2 separate regions of the Rattus norvegicus genome follow, and region 1 is linked to region 2. Evidence: chromatin contacts called from public Hi-C data. All regions are on one chromosome and are shown on one strand. The core of a region is the stretch at or near the end of the contact, and the rest is flanking DNA. Distances in the headings are between cores, read along the strand shown.

Region 1 (6,397 bases), core at 1,508-4,007, 67 kb after region 2:
GAGTGGCTGGAATCCCAGAACTCCTCATCTGTCTGTTCTTGGTGCTCCTGAGTGAACCCTAGACCTCGAGTTTCCATAGACCTTACCCCATTTTCTGCTGAGGACTTTGGTCCATACTTTCTCAGCCAACATCCACTGCCTTGTTCATAGACCCTCAGACATGTGGGTATGCTTGCATGTGTATGTGTACACGCCAATGTACATGCAGGGGAATGTACATGCACATACTGTCTCCTGAAGGGCTCTCTTAAAGAAAATACTTTGAAGGACTTGGAGAAATACGTGGAGAAAGACGTGATGTTGCCCAGGTAGGCCCCTCCTTGCTCATCTCCCTCAAGGCTTACACAGATCTCTGGCTTTCTACTGTGGAACCTGGGTTGTAGGTGACACTCAGGGCTTGAAAACCATGAAAAGCAAGTCATCAGATCCCTGGGAGCCCAGAGCTGGGAGGTTGGGAAATCAGTGCTTTGCCCCAGCCATGCATCCCCATCTTGCTGGGTAGGATTGAAGTTGGGAAAGTGCTTGCGGTCACCAACACACTACAACTGTTCTGACGTGAGTGTGTGTGTGCAGAGGGGAGGGGCCCTGGTTTTCTTTATGGCCCCAGGGGCCACTGAGAGATTCGGACGGGAAGAACAAAGGCCTTCTTACCCCCATCACCCAGCATCTTGGGTTCTTATTTCTTGGCCTTTCAACCCCAATTTTCCAACCATCTTGTGTATGAGAGCCTACAATAGGGGATGTGTAGTGAGGGCAGAGACTGGATGCCCTCTGGCCTGGCCTAGCTATGATCCCTTTGATCCCTGCCCTTTCCCTCCCCGACCATCACAACTTACCTGTTTGCTGTGTCTTGGGATTGAAGAGTTGGGGTACAGGAGTATGTTTGTGGATAGAGTAGGAGGGCCAGCCTCTCTTAGTCCGAGCTTTGTGTGAGAAAGAGGTGTATGAATCGTCATTCCCACAGGTAGGCCTCTCTGGAGTCTGAGTGGGTGGGGCAGGACCACTTACGTCTTCCTCAAAGGCCTGTTAAGAGACAGTAATATTTTTTGGGGGGAACTTGGGAGAGTAAGCTAAGTGTCTGGCAGGTGTAGGAGATCACAAAACACGCCTTGAGCTATGGGCATGATCAGTTTTGCTGGCTGGGTGGTGACTGTGGTCCTGTTCCACGTCCTTGGGCCTCTTCACTGTGAGCAGCCCTGGAAGCTAGCCTGAGAGTTCACATGAAGGAAACCCTCCATCTTCCCCCAATCACCGTTGGTTATTTCCTGTCTGGCTTGACTGGGGGTGCTGTGGATAGAAATCTCCTGGTTGCTGGGCCCGGGGATGTCTCATTAGATTCTCATTAGGTGGACGGGCAGCAGGCTCACTTCATGGACTGTGTATGCCCATTTATACTTTCACGTTTCTGCACCCTGTTCCACAGGTGGAGGCCCATAATCTGGAGGTCCTACTTTGACCTGATTGTGGTAAACACACAAAAGCCCACCCCCCCTTTCCTTTAGAAGAGACACAGTCCTGAGGCAGGTCAACATAGTAATGGCAGTTGTTGACGGCTTGTGTTTCATGGACAGGAGGCTTCCCGCCCTTAGATTTTACCTCACCTATGGCTGCTGCTGGCTGTACTAGCTTGTCTGCCCCTGGAGACAGGGATCCAGAAGACTACTTAAGGGCCTTGTGACATCCTTCCTCCTTCAGTGCCATACTAGTCCTACCACACAGACCTCCCAGCCATCTCTAACCAGGGAAGGCATGGTTCTCTTGGCCAGGGCTCCCTCGGCCCCTCAATGACTCCAGAAAGCTCCCTGTGGGTGCCTACACAGGTCCCCACCGGTCCTGTGCTGTCTCTCCAGAGAAACCAGCTTCTGCTACCGCCTGTGCCGTCAACACCTCATGGCTTCCACCCCAGGGCAGAATGGTGAGTGAGCATTCGTCTTTCTTTGCTGAGGCAGACTCATCAGATGTGGTAAGTGAGTCTCTCAGTTTGTTTCTGTGTTTGTGAGGTGTGTGTGTGTGTGTGTGTGTGTGTGTGTGTGTGTGTGTGTGTGTGCTCGCATGCACGCCTGTGTGTTGATGACAGGGCATTCTTTATACTGGGGACCACATATTTGGGGACATTGCCAATTTGGGAGGTGGCAGGACTGGAGTACTTGCCTGGGAGTTCCTGAGCTGCCTTGGGAGCTGAGCATCTTGGTGAAAGGGAAGGGAGATTCAGGAGGGCTGCCATGCTTCTGTCTTCTGGAAGGGAATCTCAACTACTATGTGACCTATGGAGATCTATTGTTCTATACAAGGAAGCAGAGACCTGGAACACTTAAGAAGTTTGTCCAAAATCACACAGGTGATAGGGATCAAGCTGGGACTAAGGTCCCCATTTTCTGACTTGAGGTCCTCAAGTGATTCCCAGAGTGGCTTTTCTCTCCCACCCTCCCCACCTGCCCCGAGGACTTAGTGTGTGGAGGACATACTTTCTCAGCCACGAGAGAGCAGGGCTCGCTTGCTTAGAGCTCAAACAATTCCAGGTGTGCTGTTAGCTCTGATGGGTCTGAGTCACCGACTCGTGACTTTTGGAAGGCTGGCCACCTGACTCTCTGGCTGCCTTTGTCACACACAGCCCTTGTGTGTCCTCTCTGCTCTGGGTTTAGTCTTATCTGACCTAAGGGGGTGATGGATGGATGTTGTGGCTGGGGTTCAGAGTCCTCTGGCTGGGGCTGGCAGACAAAAGGGATGAGGGACAGTGGGTAACTCAATGCTACTCACCACTGCCATCTCCTGATCCTGTTCTTCAGAGTAGTCAGAGCATCTGGAGAGGCTACACACACATCTGATCTGTACCAACAAGAGTGCCAACTTTCCTGAGGGAGGTCGGGATGAGGGATGAGGGCTGGGTCTTGGTGCATGGAAAGCAAGAGGGAGTATTTTGGATCAATCTTCCCTAGAGAACCCACTGAAGCCTCTTGGGGCTCACTTTTGCTCAGTCTATGCCTCCCTAAAACCTTTCCTCCTAAATCGCTGGGCACAACCTGTCCTCTCACACAGGTGCACACACGGTCCACGGGTGTGCCCCTCCATACCCTCCTCCCTCTGGCTCCCACTTCTCATGCAGTGTATTCCTACTGCTCTGTGTCCCCTTCCCATATAGGTCTGAGGAAGGTTATACTCTCTCCTCTCCTGGAACGTGTTGCTATTTTTGGAGTGCTGGAGATTTGGAGCCGTTATGGGCTACAAACATCAACTCCACTAAGAAAGAGATGTTAAGTGCTATGTGGCGGGTGAAAAGGGGTAAACCAGAGAGGAGATGAGCGAGCCTTTTCTAGCCTGTCTAGATCTAATTTGTCTCCATTTATGCCCAACCATTTGATTTTCCCTTGCTTTGCTTAAGTGCCTCCTGTCCTTGTCCTACAGCACCCTCTGCTGGCCACTCTTCTAAATGACAGTAGCATGCAAACAACCCTGTTTCTGGGACTTGTCTCTCTCTGGCCCCTCAGTCCTCACCATGAATACGCCCCAGGCATGCTTGATTGCTGGGCTGGGCTTCATGCGGCTGACTACATAACTGTGATGGGTGTCTGGGATCATTGGAAAAGGAGCCTGAGAAGATGGGATTCTGGGTCAGCGACCTGATGGGTCTTGGGAAGAAAGAAAATAAAACATCTCCCTGTGGCGTACTGAACAGTGAACCTGGGAGATTCCAGCAGACCATTCAGGTCGAGAGTTACAGAAAAATATGGCAATCTTGGGTTCAGCTGGATCCTGGCAGAGACTTTTAAAGATTAAGGCAGCTAGAATGTAGCCATCTGAGTGGTCCCTTGGTCTGGTCAGGTAGGCTGGCAGGATCTCACAGTTTTACAGATGAGGAGGCTGAGGTCTAGAGACAGGAAAACTGGTTAGAGCCAGCTCTCCATAGTCTGAAAACGGGATTTGGAGGGGCCCAGGGCAGTGACTGTAGGTCTGGGTACGTGGGCCTTGCCTAGTCCTCTGCTGTGTTCAGCCATGGCTGTCAGGCAGGTTACACTGGGGGAAGGCAGGGTCAGAGCCTGGGCAAAGTGGAGAGGTATGCTGTCTCTAAAGCTCCACACATGGTGTTTGTCCAGCATGTACGAGGTCCTGGGGACTAGCCCAGCACTGAAAATAAAAACTATAGAACGAGCGCTGGCTATGATGCACTTGCCTGGGATCCTGTCATGGGGTGCCGAGGCAGAAGAATTGCAAGTTCTAAGCTAGCCTGGGCTACTTAATCAAGATCCTGTCCCAAAACAAAACCCCTAAAGAAACCAACCAACCAACCAACCCACCAACCAACCAACCAACCAACCAACCAACCAACCAACCAACCATCTAACCATCTAACCAACCAACCAACCAATCAACCAACCAACCAACCCACCATCCAATCAACCCACCAACCCACCCACCCACCAACCAACCAACCAACCAACCAACCAACCAACCAACCAGCTAGCCAACCAACCAACCAACCAACCAACCATCCAACCAACCCACCAACCAACCAACCAACCAACCAACCAACCAACCAACCATCCAACCAACCCACCAACAAACCAACCAACCAACCAACCAACCAACCAACCAACCAACCAACCAACCAACCAACCAGCCAGCCAGCCAGCCAGCCAGCCAGCCAGCCAGCCAGCCAACCCACCAACCAACCAACCAACCAACCAACCAGTCAATCACTCCCAAAGACCCAAACTACTCGTATGTAGTCTGTGGTTTTAAAAGAAGTAGCTTCTTTCCTGCAGGTGGACATGAGCCTCAGTCCCTAGAGGGTTTGAACACTGGCAGGACTGGCTTGTCCCCATCAGGGGGTCACCCTCAGGGTGCATGCTCAGTGGCACAGGTGATGCAGGAGGATCTGTTGTGGATCCGACATTGAACCCTCTTGGGGGTCATGCTCACTCTGCGCCTCCCTGAAGTCTTTTCTCCTAACACACTGAGCACAGCCTCAGAGGTCTGTCCTCTCACACAGGCGTACACACACAGCCCATGGGTGTGCCCCCTCCATCCTTCCCCCTCTGGCTTCCTCTCCTTTTCCACTGGGCTGGGATCTATATCCATCATGTTTCCCTCTGGCCAGAGGGTAGCTGGGGAGCTGGACTGGTGCTACATCATCAGGGGCAGCCTTCTACTGTAGCTTCCTCCAGACCCTCCTCTCCAGCCAGCTGATGCACTCTGCAGACCTCCAAACCACCACCAGCCTCAACTTCTTCACTTCGCACTCAGCTTGCTATTTCGTGCAGTCCCTGAGCTGGCGACTCTCTGCTGCATGTCTCTGAGCAGTCCTGACTCTCCACCCAAGTAGGTCTCATGGGTTCCTTAGCCCCTCAGAACTTTGCTAGGTCCTTAGGTCCATTAACCAGCTTCCAGACACTGTGGGGTCAAAATCTTCCAGATGCTCACTCATGACTCTTAAAAACAAACACAAGAGCAAAAACAAACAAACAAACAAACAGGAGTTCGGATTGTATAGAGAAGGTGCTGCCAATGAGGGCATTCTGTCCAACCTTAACCCCTGTTTTAGTGAGGTCCTGCTCTCTGGGGACAGTGCCTGAGTAAAGGAGGAAGCACGGCCCTTCCCTTAGCAAGCATCCAGTGTCTTCTGGGGACCAAGCAGGAGACGATTCACAAAGGGCTGTGGCTGGTTTTCCCCTGGGAGACCCTAGGATGCTCTTGGGTTAAGCTCAGGGAGTACGATGGTTGTGATCACACAGGGAAGGGTCAATGGGGACCTTCCATGGGAGGCTTCCTGGAGCTTGTCGGTTCACCGGATGAACCCCTTATTTTATCCTATAACATAGAAACCTGATGAACCCCCTTAATTTATCCTGTAACATAGAAACCTAGGTTGCGTAGATTTGGGGGTTTCCCTGACACCTGCTTTCCCCTCCATTCTCACATGCCCCAGATCAAGAGGGGACTGACTACTGAGTATCTCCAGGGCTGCAGGAAATGCTGTGTCACCTGCACTGTACTGCCTCTCTTTGATGGGCAGTGACAGAGCGTGCTTGGCAAGATTGAGAAGCCCAGCAACATTTGTTTGGTGTCATTCCATAAGGCAAGGGAAGGAAGGACAGGTCTGAGTGACAAGGGGGAACAATGAAAGAAATTTGACCTCTTGACCCTGGGGATTTTGAGGAAAGGAAGCTTCCAGAACCTTTCTTGCTCTGTGCACTCTGTGGGCTCCTTCTACAGCGTATGTGGCCAGGAACCAAGCACACTGTGTGTGTGTGTGTGTGTGTGTGTGTGTGTGTGTGTGTGTGTGACTGCTGCATATCTCAGAAGCGTCAGGGATTCATCTACATCCATGTTCATTCCAACAGATGCCTCATGATTTGCTTGTGGAATAAGAATGGGCTAGCCTGGACCCTGCCTTCTGATT
Region 2 (5,752 bases), core at 2,683-5,182:
ACAGTAAAACAGCCAGAGGTTAGGTAAAGTAGCCTTTGTTTCATCTATTGCACAGCTCTAAGTTGAAGTTTTGAGAAAAAAGGGGGAGGGAAGCCTGTCTCTGCTCTTTGTTCTGAGCACTTGTATATGACTTTCAGAGTGTGTGATCACATGATAAAAACTTCACTAGGAGTTTGCACATAAATTCAGGTTACAATTTGAATAAGAGGTTTATAACAGAGGATGTCTATATGCATATCCACCAGGAGTAATTATCTGGCTAAACATTCATCATTTGTTACTAGCTTACAGATTCATGGAGAGTTGAAAACAATAACTAAGTTGCCCTTGAAGTTTTGTATAGATAAACCCAGTCAATATTTTCTCTCCTGTCCTTGTACCTGTGGTATCTATCTCTAGCTCCCTCTTTATGAACTCCGTTAATGGTTTTTTTATAACCCCCTGGAATGTACTCTAGGTGTTAGAAGTCTATTTGTTATCTCAGGAGCAATTGAATAGTTGTTATAAACGGGGCTCAAAGACCTTTGCCTGGGTCACCATCCTGAAGTGGTGGTGACCCTAGCTAGCATGCTGGTTGTTTCTGTAGAATAAAGACTCTTCGTTCTTGCATACTTCTTGAAGGAAGTCTGGGGTCTTCCTTCAGTGATTTTAGAACCCTAACAATGGCTATTGTTTTTTGTTTTTTGTTTTTTTTTTCCAGAGCTGGGGACTGAACCCAGGGCCTTGTGCTTGCTAGGCAAGTGGTCTACCACTGAGCTAAATCCCCAACCCTGGCTATATATTTTTTTTAAATGAGCTTAATTATAGCTTTATTGACATCTCAACAGTTGTTTATTTCTCATGTTATTCTTCCTGTAATCGTTTTAAGACACTTTCAAAAGGGCCACTTTCCCTGAAGACCCACCCTCAGGGTAATCCAAGTTAGATTCTGACAGATGCTGCAGCTTCCCAGAACCTGTGTTCAATCTAAGCTTTGCTGATTCATTCTATTTAAGTGAACTTCCTGAAGACCACACCCTCCAGGATTTAAATGCAAAAATGCAAACCCTTAGGCAGCTCTCTTCAAGATAGGGTCTTACTACACATCTATCTTAACTTAAAATTTGTAGGCTTCCCACCTCAGCTTCTTAGATGCTAGAGCTACAGGATGTACTAACAAACATGACTAAAATGGGTTGGTTTTTTTTTTTTTTGAAGTAATAGTTAAATTACCTCCAAGAAAAATAGTCACTTTGGGGGAAAAAAAAACCCAAACCCTGAGAATAATCTAAGAATAATGGATGAGCCAAACTACAGAATCATTTCACTCTAAAATATGTAAATGTGGTTTCTACAAAATATGAATGGCTGGGCAGGATAACACATGCACATAATCCTGGTATTTGGAAGTAGAGGCAAGAGGATCACAAGTTCAAGGCTAGCCTGGACTACTAACAAGACTATGGTTCAAAAACAAACAGGACAGGAGAGATGGCTCAGAGTTTGAGAGCACTGATTTTTCTTCCAGAAGTCCTGAGTTCAATTCCCAGCAGCCATATGGTGGCGTACAACCATCTATAATGAGATCTGATGCTCTCTTCTGACATTCACTCATTCATATATATCTCTCTCTATATATATCTGTTATAGATATATATATCATATGTGATATATATATATCACTGTGTATATAATAAATAGATAAACACAAACAACAAACAAACAAATGGACCTGGGAGACGTAGCTCAATTAGTAGAGGGTTTGCCTAGAATCCTTTCAGCTCTGAGATAGGTTCCTAGCCCATCACTGGGTACAGAGTTCAAGATCATCCTTGGCTACAGATCGAGTAGAGTCTGAAGCCAGCCTGATAGTCACGAGAGACTTTGTCTCACAAACTAAAATCTGGGGACATTCAGATCCAATCAGGATGCAAATGAGTGCTTCCCAGATGCAAGCTACATCGGCAAAGACTTTACTTGTAGCCTTGAAACAATGCTATTACCTCCACTTGATGAACTAGAAGGAAGGCTCAGGTAGGTGAAACAACTTGCCGAAAGTCATGGCAGGCAAATAACTGGCAAAGATTCTAATTTCAGATAGTCTAACCTCGGGGTTGGGGATTTAGCTCAGTGGTAGAGCGCTTGCCTAGTAAACGCAAGGCCCTGGGTTCGGTCCCCAGCTCCAAAAAAAAAAAAAAAAAGAAAAAGAAAAAGATACTCTAACCTCAAAGCTTATGTGGGAGTACAATAGCAGGAACTCAGGAAAATGGGACTGAATATAGAAAAAAGTGGTGGTGGCTTTCAGCCTCTGACTGGAAAAGAATCTGTAAACATACTGTTTCTAAATTCACCAGTGAACAAGAATCATTATTCTTGTAATTGCTTCCCCGGAGAATCCCATGGGGAGCTTGTTGGCTGTTCCAGGGGCTAGGGTTACTGCACAGTGGCTGAGTGCATGCTTAGTATGTATGCACAAGGCCCTTGGACTAATCCTCAGTGCTCCCCTCCACAAATGCAGTCTGGTTCTAGAGGAGGTCTGGGGTGGGCTTGTGGCATGTTCCCTTGTCACAGATCTATGACCATGCTTTGAGGAACCAGGCTACAGGCAGAAGACAAGACCTTTTAGCCTCCATCACACTGGAAATACATTTCTCCAACAAAAATAAAGACAAAGTTTTGCTCATAACCTGAGTGTCCCCCAACAGCTCAAATCAAATCTCATTCTCTGTCTCTCTCCCTCCTCTTTTCTTTTCCCCTCCTTTCTTTACGCCTTCCCCCTGTTAGGGATCTAAACTAACACAGGGCTTCCATCTACCATGTTACATTAGTATGGCTTTTTTGTTTGTTTGTACATGGTTTTGCTATGTAACTCGGCACGGTATTGAACTGGCTAAGAATTGAGATGACCTCAATCTCAGTCCTCCTGCTGTTACTTCCTGAGTACTGGAATTACATGTGTACACCATTATCCCCAGCCTGAAGCACCTCTTGGGCCCCCAAACACTTACTAGAAACTTATAAAGCTGGAGGCCGGAGAGATGGCTCAGTGGTTAAGAGCACTCACTGCTCTTCCAGAGGACCTGAGTTCAATTCCCAGCAACCACATGGTGGCTCATAACTGTCCCCTTTTCTGGTCTGCAGGCATATATGCAGGCAGAATGCTATATACATAATAAATAAATAAATCTTAATCTTAAATAAAAAAACTAGTAAAGCTATGATAAAATTCCCCTTACCCGGGGCTGGAGAGATGGCTCAGTGGTTAAGAGCACTGACTGCTCTTCCAGAGGTCCTGAGTTCAAATCCCAGCAACCACATGGTGGCTCATAACCATCTGTAATGGGATCTGATGTCCTCTTCTGGTGTGAACTAAGACAGCTACAGTGTACTTATATATAATAAATAAATCTTTAAAAAAAAAATTCCCCTTACCCAGCCCCAAGACTGGCATTATTGGGCTGTTCTTACAGGGCCCTCTTTAGGTGAAGGGATCAAAGGAATGAATAGTCCTGATTTGTAGGGGGAATGCTAGTAAAAGGGGTACCCTTCTGTAGTACGGTGGCCTGGGGGACAAGTGGCCTGGCATAATCTCTCATGTCCTGGAAGTGTTTGCTGAATGAATGATAAATCAGGGTCACTGATAAATCCTTGTGTACACGGAGGAAAGGCATGTGGGCCAGGTAGAGAAGTGGCAGGCCTGGCAGGGGCAGAGTGTGACAAGTGTAGGAGGTTGACTGGTGGCTCTGCTGTTGTGCTCATGGTTGGTGTTCAAAGTACAAGGAAGGAGTTTGTGTTTTGTAAGGACGCAGGTTGGTCAACCTTGTGGATGGAGATCCGCAGCAGGATGCTTGGTGAATGATTGAAGAGCTATGGGAAGCCATGCTGAGCCCAAAGCTGCCTCTCTCCTCCTGGATAGGACTCTGTGGATGACTCATGTCTTGCCACCCCCTCATTTTCTCAGGCTAAAACCGTATGTCCCGGGGCGTGGGGACAATGAGCAGACTCTCCATTACATGGGTTCCAGCAATCCTCTCACCTCGGCTGAAGAGCACTGGAGAAAATAGGCAGTCTCAGTCCGAGTCTCCTCGAGCGAGACCTCTGACGTCTGAAGACCTTCTCAAGAAGTGATCCGAGAATGCTGTGTGGTCCTGAGGTTGGCTGGAAGGAGAGCCAGGACACTTGGACCATTTCAGGATGTCGAAGAGCTGTGCTCCTTTCCCACTGTCTGGAGCCTCGGCCACATCACACCCACGTGTGTGAAGACAAGCCAAGGGGGAGCAACCACATGATGAGTAGTCAGGAAGGAAGCACAACAAGTCTGGAGTGGGTGGGGGCCAACTCCTGTGTCGACAGTGAAATGGAGCTCTACTTTCCCTGGCCCAACAAAGTGCAGCTAGCTGTTCATGCTTCAGGATGCTGGCCTGAGCTCTACCTCAGCTCTGCTCTCCACATCAGAGATCAGGTGACTGGGTATTTGAAAGCACTCTGCCTGTGCTTCAGGTTCCAAGCTCCCTGGAATCTAATGTGGATGGAGTCACATAGACACTGATGGTCTGATTGTCTGTGCGATGGGGGTTAGGGAGATGCGAACTTGTCTGGAGATGGAGAGATGCATACAAAGCAGACGGGGAAGTGATGGGCACAGTCTCCTTTCTGTATAGCCCAGGCTGGCCTAGAACTCATGATTTTCCTGTTTCTGTATCCCAAGTGACTGTTGGTGGGTTGGTCTGTCTGTGTCTGTGTCTGTGTCTGTGTCTGTGTTGAGGCCAGAGGAGGATATTAACTGTTTTCTTCTATTGACTCTATCCTCCTGGCTTGAGCAGGGCCTTTCATTTAATTGGAAGTTTGCTATTCAGGTTAGGTTGGTTGATTATGGAACTCTAAGGCTCCCTCTCTGTCCCCCGTTCCCTCAGGGTTATGGATATAGACACGTGTGACCATGTCTGTTGTTTTACATGGGTACTGGGGATTCAAACTCAGGTCCCCTGCTTCTACAGCAAGTGCCCTTAGTCACTGAACCATTGCCCCAGCCCCACGGGAAGGTTTTGTCTTGCAAGACAGGTTTTATTTTCCAAGAAGACTTAAAGAGAACAGGGTTTTCAGCAACTCCAAGGCAAGGTCAAGGCCCAACTTTACTCTAGAGTGGGCATGCACACCAGTGTCCAGCCTCTTCTTAATTCTAGGAATTCTGGGGCCAATCTTGGAGATAAGTTTTTCCTATTCCAATAGGACTTGAGAAAGCGTAAAATACAGGCTGTAAATGAAAGAGCCAGGTAGAAGAGAGAGATAAATGTCGCAAGTGCAAATAAGAGTTAACAGCCCAATCCACCTAACTTGCCTCTAGGCTTCCTGGCATTCTGGGGACAAAGTACTTCATGCTCTGTGCCTCAGTTCCTTTGTAAAAAAGATGAAAATATTCACGATACTTTGCATGGGTTATGTGCAAAGGACAGGAAACAGAGCCTGGCACAGAGTAAGCATGTAATTCTCTCTTTTAATTGGGGACAGGGAAGGGACTGTGGAGCAGCTCGTTCTCCCTTAAGGAGTACCTTCTCTTCCAGAGATGTTCTCTTTTGCTGATCCCTTCATGTCCTATGGGTGGCCTTGGCAACTGCCCTTGTTCCTGGCTGCATGGTGAATGTTCCCATATCCGTTTGAGTTTCCTCTCTCCCCAAAAGCCTTTTTCCAGGATGTACACTCATGTGCATTGAATGGTAGCTGTAGATACATTTCCTTGACTGTTAAAGTCTCCCTGAGCTCAGAATAACCATAT

The links. A called contact is a pair of places that touch in the nucleus more often than the background predicts.
Region 1: a contact with region 2 is called in a Hi-C map of the A7r5 cell line, with 2.8 times the contacts expected there. The contact joins two enhancer-like sites. A contact is called at or near these places in 3 of 12 Hi-C or Micro-C datasets (the A7r5 cell line, Schwann cells and liver) and 1 of 1 datasets of contacts at active chromatin or transcription factors (oligodendrocytes).

Annotation. Positions count from the first base shown.
Region 1 is chr3:136,938,269-136,944,665 of GRCr8, forward strand. No RefSeq gene overlaps it. Among named protein-coding and RNA genes, the nearest start is that of Ckap2l, 36 kb to the right of the region's middle. Within about 2 kb of position 2,758, at least 5 of the 93 cell types and tissues checked have an H3K27ac peak or open chromatin away from gene starts, as enhancers often do. A contact at or near this core is called in the A7r5 cell line, where this site is marked.
Region 2 is chr3:136,870,174-136,875,925 of GRCr8, forward strand. No RefSeq gene overlaps it. Among named protein-coding and RNA genes, the nearest start is that of Slc20a1, 8.1 kb to the right of the region's middle. Within about 2 kb of position 3,933, at least 11 of the 93 cell types and tissues checked have an H3K27ac peak or open chromatin away from gene starts, as enhancers often do. A contact at or near this core is called in the A7r5 cell line, where this site is marked.